Linked DNA regions of Mus musculus: region 1 is linked to region 2. A link is a contact called in public Hi-C data. All regions are on one chromosome and are shown on one strand. Each heading gives the region's core, a stretch centred on a gene start, on an enhancer-like site or on the middle of the called end of the contact. The rest is flanking DNA. Distances are from core to core; before and after follow the strand shown. Region 1 overlaps Adamts12 (a disintegrin-like and metallopeptidase (reprolysin type) with thrombospondin type 1 motif, 12). Region 2 holds the start of Adamts12 (a disintegrin-like and metallopeptidase (reprolysin type) with thrombospondin type 1 motif, 12).

Region 1 (3,671 bases), core at 585-3,084, 130 kb before region 2:
CACACCATAGGCAATAACTAATCCCTGAGACTGTTGATAATAGTCTGTTATTCTTGTAGTCAAGAGCCTAGCATAACAATCTCCTGAGAGGCTTCATCTGGCAGTGGATGGAAACCAATGCAGAGACCCACAGGCAAACATTAGATGGAGCTCAGGGAGTCATATGGAAGTGTTCTTCTCTTTCTAGCAGATATCATGAAAAGTTTCATGTACACTTGAGAAATTTGGATCTGACATCAGAAGTATCCTCGATGGTTTGTGGGGTAGAATAAAATCACTGGTACCCCAAACAGCCTGTTTCTCTGGCGTTGAATGGAAAGCATGCTGGGCTTGTGTTCAGCTGATACTGAATGCAGTTTCTGTGACTGAAGTAGCCAGTCAAGGAGGCCCAGGTCATAAAATGGGCTCTCACACAGCACTCTGGAAAAGCGCCATGCGTCCGTTTTCTATTCCCAAATAACAAAGTCTTTATGAAGCATTCACCATGGATAAGTCATGTGCTTACAATGAAAGGACCGACCACAACAAGCAATAGTGACACAATCCTTTGGAGCTTGACCCTAATTGAAAAGACCAAGGAAATGGTCCAATTGGCAAAATGCTTGCTGTCCAAACAGGAGGACCTGAGCTCAGATTCTCAGTAATTGGGTAAAAGGTCAGGGTTGGCACTGAACACCTGGAATCCCAGCACTGAGAGTATGGCGATGAGATCTTTGGGGTATGCTGGCCAGGCAGTATAGTTGAATCAGTGAGATCCAGGTTTATTGAGAGACCTTATATCAAAAAACTAGGAAGGGAGAGACAGAAAAGTTACCTGACATCAGCATTTGGTCTACACACATACACATCACACACATGAAAAGTAGTTAAAAAAAAAAGAGAGAGAGAAAGAGAGAAACAGAACATAAATTTGAGGCTAGCATATGCACTATAAAACTCAGAAAGTAACTGCTTGAATAAATAAAAGCAGAAGCATGTGTCTTAAGCAGGGTGATCAAGAAAACTCACTATTGAAGAGTGACATTTGATTTGGATCCAGATGAGGAGCCCGTGTACGTGTACAGACACAGAGAGTCCTCCCAATGCAGGAAGGACTGTCAAAGGTAGACACAAGGCTCCATCTGTTCTAGAAACTATTGGAAAGATTGCCCTGCACGTAGTGAATTTGGACAAGCAGCCTAAGAGCCTACCTTGACTAGACAACCAGAGTCAGGTGACACAGCTAGATCAAAAGCAACAGAGAACAGCACTTTAGAAATAGGGTGGCCATTTCTACCTCTTCTCTCTTGCCTCTAAGTTTCAATTACACAGACCTTTAATCTCAGCATTCTCCAGACAGAGGCAGGCAGATCTACAAGTTCAAGGCCAACCTGGTCTACAGAGCAAATTCCAAGACAGCCAGGACCACACAGTTTTGTTTTGAACAGAATGAAACAAGAAAAGATTCAATTAAAACTGTTAACTCCTCCACTTTCAAATAATACCATCTCCAGAGATGGCACCCAGATGTTAATTTTCACACCCACATCCTAACCTGGACTAATTGGGCCCATTTGATTTGTCCGCAGAACATTGAGACTGACCCTTTTCTAACACCTCAATTTCCCCATCCAAGTGAACATGGAACTTTTCAAGACAGTATGTAACTGATGCCTCCCAAGGGGAGGTATCTTCTACATTGCTGCTCAAATCATATAACTGTTTCTAGCTGACTAGCCATTTTCGCTTCCTTTCCAAACACATGTGAACTATTTTGGATCCACAAATGGCTCAGGATGCTCCAAATTAAAGTCTTCGTGAGGTCCAGCTGGCCCAGCGGGGACTCCAGACCTCAGGGTCTGTGCAGCACAAACAGACCTCAGTACTTTCCAAACCCACTGCAGGCTCCAAAACACTACTCCCTGCTGTCACTCTCCTGAAAAACGGAACAGTGTCAACAAATACACAAGCGCATCCTTCCACAGTTGAGAAATGTACAAGTGGAGCCAATAATTAAATACAACCAGTGATTTCCTCAAATGTCCTTCCGGCATCCTTTCTGAAAATGTCTGCAGGTTTAGGTTTGTTGTTCTTATTAACATGACTCCCAGAGAAACAGTTACAGTTTAGTACAAAGATTACCATGATGAGGGCCAAAGCAACCAAGATCCTCATCCATGTTTGTTGCTTAGCACTACCTAGTGACTAGATATTTTCACAGGCTTTTATTTTGCCCTGCCTCAGTTCCTCATCTATAATAGGATGATATATCAGAGTTCATATTTCTGGAATTTTTTTCATTTTGTTTTTTAAGTTAAAATGTCTTCAAACAATATATTTTCATCATATTCTTTCCCCTTCACTAATTCCTTCCTACCCAACCAACTCTCCCCCCTTCTCAGAAACAACAACAACAAAAAAAGCTGCAACAAACAAAGCACCAATAGGACAAAAAATACCAAAACACCACAAAACAAAAAATAGACACAAAAATAACGGAGTCAGTTTTGTGTTAGCCAACTACTCCTGAGCATGGGGTCTGACCTGGAGGATAGTTGATATGTGCTGTGACCCACCATTGGATAAAACTGATTTCCTGTTGCCCATCAGGTATTAGCTGAAAATAGCTTCTTGGTTAGAGGTGGGACTTTGTGTCCACTTCCCCTCTCAGTGCTGAGACTTTGGTTTGAGCCTGACTAGTGGGTGCTTTTATGGGTGCTTCACAGTCTCTGTGTGCTCATATGTGTATCAGTCTTATGGTGCTTTATAAGGATTAAATGAATTGAAGCACAGAACTTGAATTGGGTATACTACAAACACTCCATTAGCGTTGATCTAACAGGACTAGAGAGATGGTACTGCTTGCAATGTGCTTGTTGCATAAGCAGAAGTCCTCACATATAAAACCAGGCATGACCCACAATTCCAATAAAGCAGAGGCAGTAACAGGAGGATCTGTAGGGCTTGCCCACCAGTGTTTGCATCCGAATTGATGAGCTCCAGGTTCCATGAAGGACCCTGCTTCAAAAATACAGTGGAGAATGATCAAGGACGAGATCTAATGTCAGCCCTGGGTTCCCCATACAAATTCACACACACACACACACACACACACACACACACACACACAGAGAGAGAGACACAGACACACACACACACACATACACACATACACACGAATGCATGCAACAGCACACAGACACATACATTTAAAAGCTGGAATAAAAATAAATGAATAAAATGTTAAAGAACTGATCTAACAAGAGTTGGCTGGAAAAAGAAAAGATGCAACAATCTAAAGGCAGGGCCTGGCTCTGGTGAGGAAAGTGGGTCTCAATTTGTCTCTTGAATGCACACAGTGTCCTGGCAAATGTGTTTTCAAATGCTCTTAGGAGGAATTTTCCAAGGCAGACAATATAAGATTGGGGATAAAAAGATCTGCACAAGGCAGAAAGGAAAAGAGAACGGCCTCTTTAATGGCAAATTTGCTTCCCTTGGGATGGAGGGATGATCTCAGTTATGTGATTGTGTGTGAAATAACTTTACATGTGAAAGATAAGAAAGGTGAGGGAAAGACTTGGTATGGAAAGGTATGGGAAAGGTAAGGAACCACTTGACTGGGTGGGTAAACAATGGAGGTAGCATGAAGTCTAGGATCACTGAAGTAGGGGAGGACCTGTGCTTATTCCCTT
Region 2 (4,167 bases), core at 917-3,416:
CAACCACTTGTAAGTGTATTAATGAAGACTGATGGAAAGATTAATGCTTTTAAAAACTGAAGGCATTTTTAAATCGAAATACATCTGCATGATTAATAAGTTTAGTGGACTTTAAAGCTACTTTTGAATATCAATTACTCTCAGCATATCCCCCAAAGGTCACTAGGGAAAAGAGTCACAGCCCACTTTCCAGAGCAACAAGGCAGGCCCAGCAGTGTCTGCTGTACACCAGGATGAATTTTCCCTTACAAATATGCGAAGCAAGCAGAGCTGGAAAGCTCACCCAGGAGAATGTGTCTTTGAAGGAAATCATCTCCGCATGCCCAGGGAAGTGCTGGTGGGCTTTGTTTGTGCTGCCCCAGAACAGGGACCTTTCACAAAGGCACTGTTTTTCAAAGAACAACAAAAGCTGCTATTTTAAACTTGGGGGCTTGAGATGGTATCTGGACCATTTACACAAACAAGTGCTGGCTGATTGACATCTAACCCCAGTGTTTGCCTACTCTGGCTTCCAAGTAAAGCAAAGGGAGAGAGGGATTTTCATCTGGTTGCTCTCTAAGCCACCGCAGAGGAATTCTTAGGCAGCATTTCACTTTGCAGCGTGGGCAAAACACACTGCTAGCAATCCCTTAAACGTGGACAAGTGCGTGTATGCATGTGAGTGTGTGTGTGTGTGTGTGTGTGTGTGTGTGTGTGTGTGCGCGCGCGCGCGCGCGCGCGCACATTATCCCTGCTATTGCTATCATTCTATGGCTGCATGATTTTAAGTAGGATACCTGGCTCAAGAATGTGCTTCATAGTTAAGCTCATAAGGTCCCCAAGTTCCAGTGTCCCCATTTGTAAACTAGGCATGGTAGCCATAGTACCAGAACCCCAGAAGGACATTGTCAGTAGTGGGAGGGGCTGGCAGGCCATCCCGGAGCTCATACACTCCCCATCTCTCCAAGCCTCCCAGCCCCCCTGCTCTGACAACACCTTGAAGTTGTAGTCCTCTCTGAACATGAAACTCTTCTAGGTTCAATTTCAAACAAACAAACAAACAAAGGCAACGGCACCACTTTGGCCTGGGCATTACGGATGAAGATGATGACGACCCCACAACAATACTAATAGGAGGAGTGAATTCCAATATAAACCATCTTCACGGTCTCCCAGTGCTTTCTTTCAGAATACACGCATGCGTCACTAAATTTAGACAGAGAAAAGTCTTTTTTTTTTTTTTTTTTCGAGACAGGGTTTCTCTGTGTAGCCCTGGCTGTCCTGGAACTCTGCAAAGCAAGACAGACAACCGGGAGTCCCCAGGAGGCAAATTTCTCCCCAGTAGGAATGTCATTTGAAAAAAACAAAACCCTAAATCTTTCCAGGAAACCAAAACACAGCCAAGTGTGCTCAGCAGGAGGCCAGAATAAAATTTCTACCTTCCAGACTTAAAATGAAGTTTTAAATGAAGGAAACATTTGCCATGACTGTCCGTGACCAGCTGGGTCTCTTTATTAAAAATAATTTCCCATGTCACAGTCTGCAAAGGGGGGAAGCGGAAAGTGGAGGGGAGGGGCTCGGGGAGCGAGCGTACTCTTGGGTCTTTCCAAGCAGGGTGTCACCCCTGAGTGTGCACCCTTAAGCCCTAGGAGAGAAGGAAATCCGAGCCTGAGCACACAGCAGTTTTCCTTAGACAGGCCAGAAGGCTTAGAGTTCAGCCCTGCCTGGTGGGGGAAGGGAACAGACCAAGTTCCACTGTCCTACTCCACTGTTAGAAAAACAAATAAAGAAAAGCCACTAACCTTGCCTCGGGTCTGGGAAGCGAACCGGCCAGGGCTGAGTTTGTCTCCCGTGGCAAAAAGCCCCAAAATTAATAAGCTGAGCCACGATCGAGAGCTTGGCCAGCCAGCTCCCCCGAGCACATGGCATGGTTCAGTTGTTGGGGAGAAGAAAAGTTTTAAAAGTTTTAGCTCTCAGCTGCAGATATCCAGTCCTCGCCTGTGTCCGCACAGAAAGACGCCCGAGAACATGGTCCAAGCATGGGAAGGGAGCGGCCCGCAAGCTGACCAGGAGGCTCTAGTGGCTTTTTGAAGCCGATGGGACCAGAGAGCTTTTATTCTCTCCCTGTCCTGAAAGGGGAGTGAATGAGCTGACAGCTTCTTCTTCCTGCGGGCCAGAGCATGGACTGGGTCAGAGCCAAGGGGCTCAGCCCACCCCAGATCCCCACCCCTCTGCTTCCCCACCCGACAGGCCTCCAGCCAGCTAACACATTTTCCTTGGGGACGCCCTCCTCCCTCAAGCTCCTCCCTCCGGGCTCAGAGCCTGGGCATGCGGGCCAAATAGGGGAGACCCTAGACAGCTGGCCAGGAAGAAACTAGAGTAAGAGCCGTCAGAGGCTCCTAGGACAACACGCCCCCCCCCCCATCTCCTTTACACAGGATGAAATGTACTTACAAATAGTGAGTTATGGGCCAGAGGGGACCCTACTCAGCATCCTTCTTAGCTCCTCCCAGACCCTGAATGTACCCTATTCTGTCAAGACTCCCCACCCTCTAGCAACCTCTGTGCTCTTCTTCCAGGGCAGGCTAAGATTTCCACTTAACAACTAATAAGCAATTTTTTTCTCTTTGCCAAGTCACACAGGAAATGATCCAAGCTAATCTGCTGTCTTGACCCTGGACAAGTCTCTTCCTCTGCAGGAAGGGGTACGTGGATCAAATGCTTGAGAGGCCTTCTGTGGCTATAGGTCAGTGCCTGCTTTCTTTTCAAATCCTACCCTCTCTCTGTAATACCTCCACCAGCAGCACACTAGCAACATGCAGAAAGATTTCAGCCCCAACAGGGGAAGGCCTTGAGCATAGGCAGTGGCAGCTGCAGCAGTGTGTGTGTGTGTGTGTGTGTGTGTGTGTGTGTGTGTGTGTGTGTGTGTGTATGAGTGTGTGTGTGTATATGTGTGTGTATGAGTGTGTGTGTGTATGTGTGTGTGGTGTGTATGTGTGTGTGTGTGGTGTGTGTGTGTGTATGTGTGTGTATGTGTGTGGTGTGTGTGTATGTATGTGTGTGTGGTGTGTGTATGTGTGTGTGTGGTGTGTATGTGTATGTATGTGTGTATGTGTGTGTGTATGTGTGTGTATGTGTGTGTGTGTATGTGTGTGTGTGGTGTGTGTGTGTGTATGTGTGTGTGTATGTGTGTGTATGTGTGTGGTGTGTGTGTGTATATGTGTGTATGTGTGTGTGTGGTGTGTGTGTGGTGTGTGTGTGTATATGTGTGTGTGTATGTGTGTGTGGTATGTGTGTGTGGTGTGTGTGTGTGGTGTGTGTGTGTGTATGTATGTATATGTGTGTGTGGTGTGTATGTGTGTGTGTGTGGTGTGTATGTGTGTGTGGTATGTGTGGTGTGTGTGTGTGTGTGTGTGTGTGTGTGTGTGTGTATGTGTGTGTGTTTGGAGTATCCATTCAGATACTCACTTTCTCCTCATTGAGAGAATGTCACAGAGCAGGAGTTACCAGGCATCTTGAGAATGATCCAGGATAACCCAGCCAAAATTCTTTACCTCTGGGTTGAAACAAACACCCCCCACCCCCCAGCCCCCCCGCCGCCCTTATTCCATTCAGAAGGAATTTGGCCTCATGTATGGAGGGCTCTTTGGCTGACAGCCAATCACACACCTTCAGCAAGATGTCTGGCTACTAGGTGATCTTGCATTGGGTCAGGGCAGCCACACCATCCCCAGGGACCCAAAATGCAAGGCCCTAGATGGAAAGCCCAAAGGACTCCACACTGGGAAACATAGCTATCAAGACTTTCTGAGGGACACTGGCTCCTGTGTTTTGCTAGTGGAAATTTACAAACTTACTGTCTTAAAACAACACAGATTTATTGTCTTAAGTTCTGAAGATCTGCAACAGAATTCACTGGGCTGAAATCAAGAAGCTGCATTCCTTTCTGGCTGTCTTAAAATCTATTCTCTGGCCTCTTTCAGCTTCAACCTCCTGGAATTCTCTAGCTCCCAGCTCTTCTTCCCCATCTTCGAAGCCAGCAATGGCTGGTTGACTCTTGCCCATGTAATGTTTCTCTGTCTCTTTTCTATTTTCCCCCTCGTCGGCCTTTCCAAGAACACTTCCCATCACCCTCATCAGGGATCGTCTCTGGAGTTGACTAACATCTCTGATTCTACCTGCAACCTT

What was found. Hi-C and Micro-C count contacts between places; a contact is called where the count stands out from the background.
Region 1: a Hi-C map of uterus shows a contact between it and region 2. The contact joins the enhancer-like site here to the promoter of Adamts12 in region 2. A contact is called at or near these places in 2 of 39 promoter capture datasets (both in embryonic stem cells), 5 of 484 Hi-C or Micro-C datasets (3T3-L1-derived adipocytes, the C3H10T1/2 cell line, pre-hematopoietic stem cells and 1 more), 1 of 115 datasets of contacts at active chromatin or transcription factors (fibro-adipogenic progenitors) and 2 of 9 other capture datasets (adipose tissue and liver).

Annotation. Positions count from the first base shown.
Region 1 is chr15:11,195,339-11,199,009 of GRCm38.p6, reverse strand. All of the region lies in intron 3 of Adamts12 (a disintegrin-like and metallopeptidase (reprolysin type) with thrombospondin type 1 motif, 12), which reads right to left. Among named protein-coding and RNA genes, the nearest start is that of Adamts12, 130 kb to the right of the region's middle. Within about 2 kb of position 1,834, at least 8 of the 459 cell types and tissues checked have an H3K27ac peak or open chromatin away from gene starts, as enhancers often do. A contact at or near this core is called in adipose tissue and uterus, where this site is marked.
Region 2 is chr15:11,062,772-11,066,938 of GRCm38.p6, reverse strand. Adamts12 (a disintegrin-like and metallopeptidase (reprolysin type) with thrombospondin type 1 motif, 12) reads right to left here and starts at 2,166. Exons shown (of 24, transcript NM_175501.3): 1 at 1,782-2,166. The coding sequence starts at 1,908.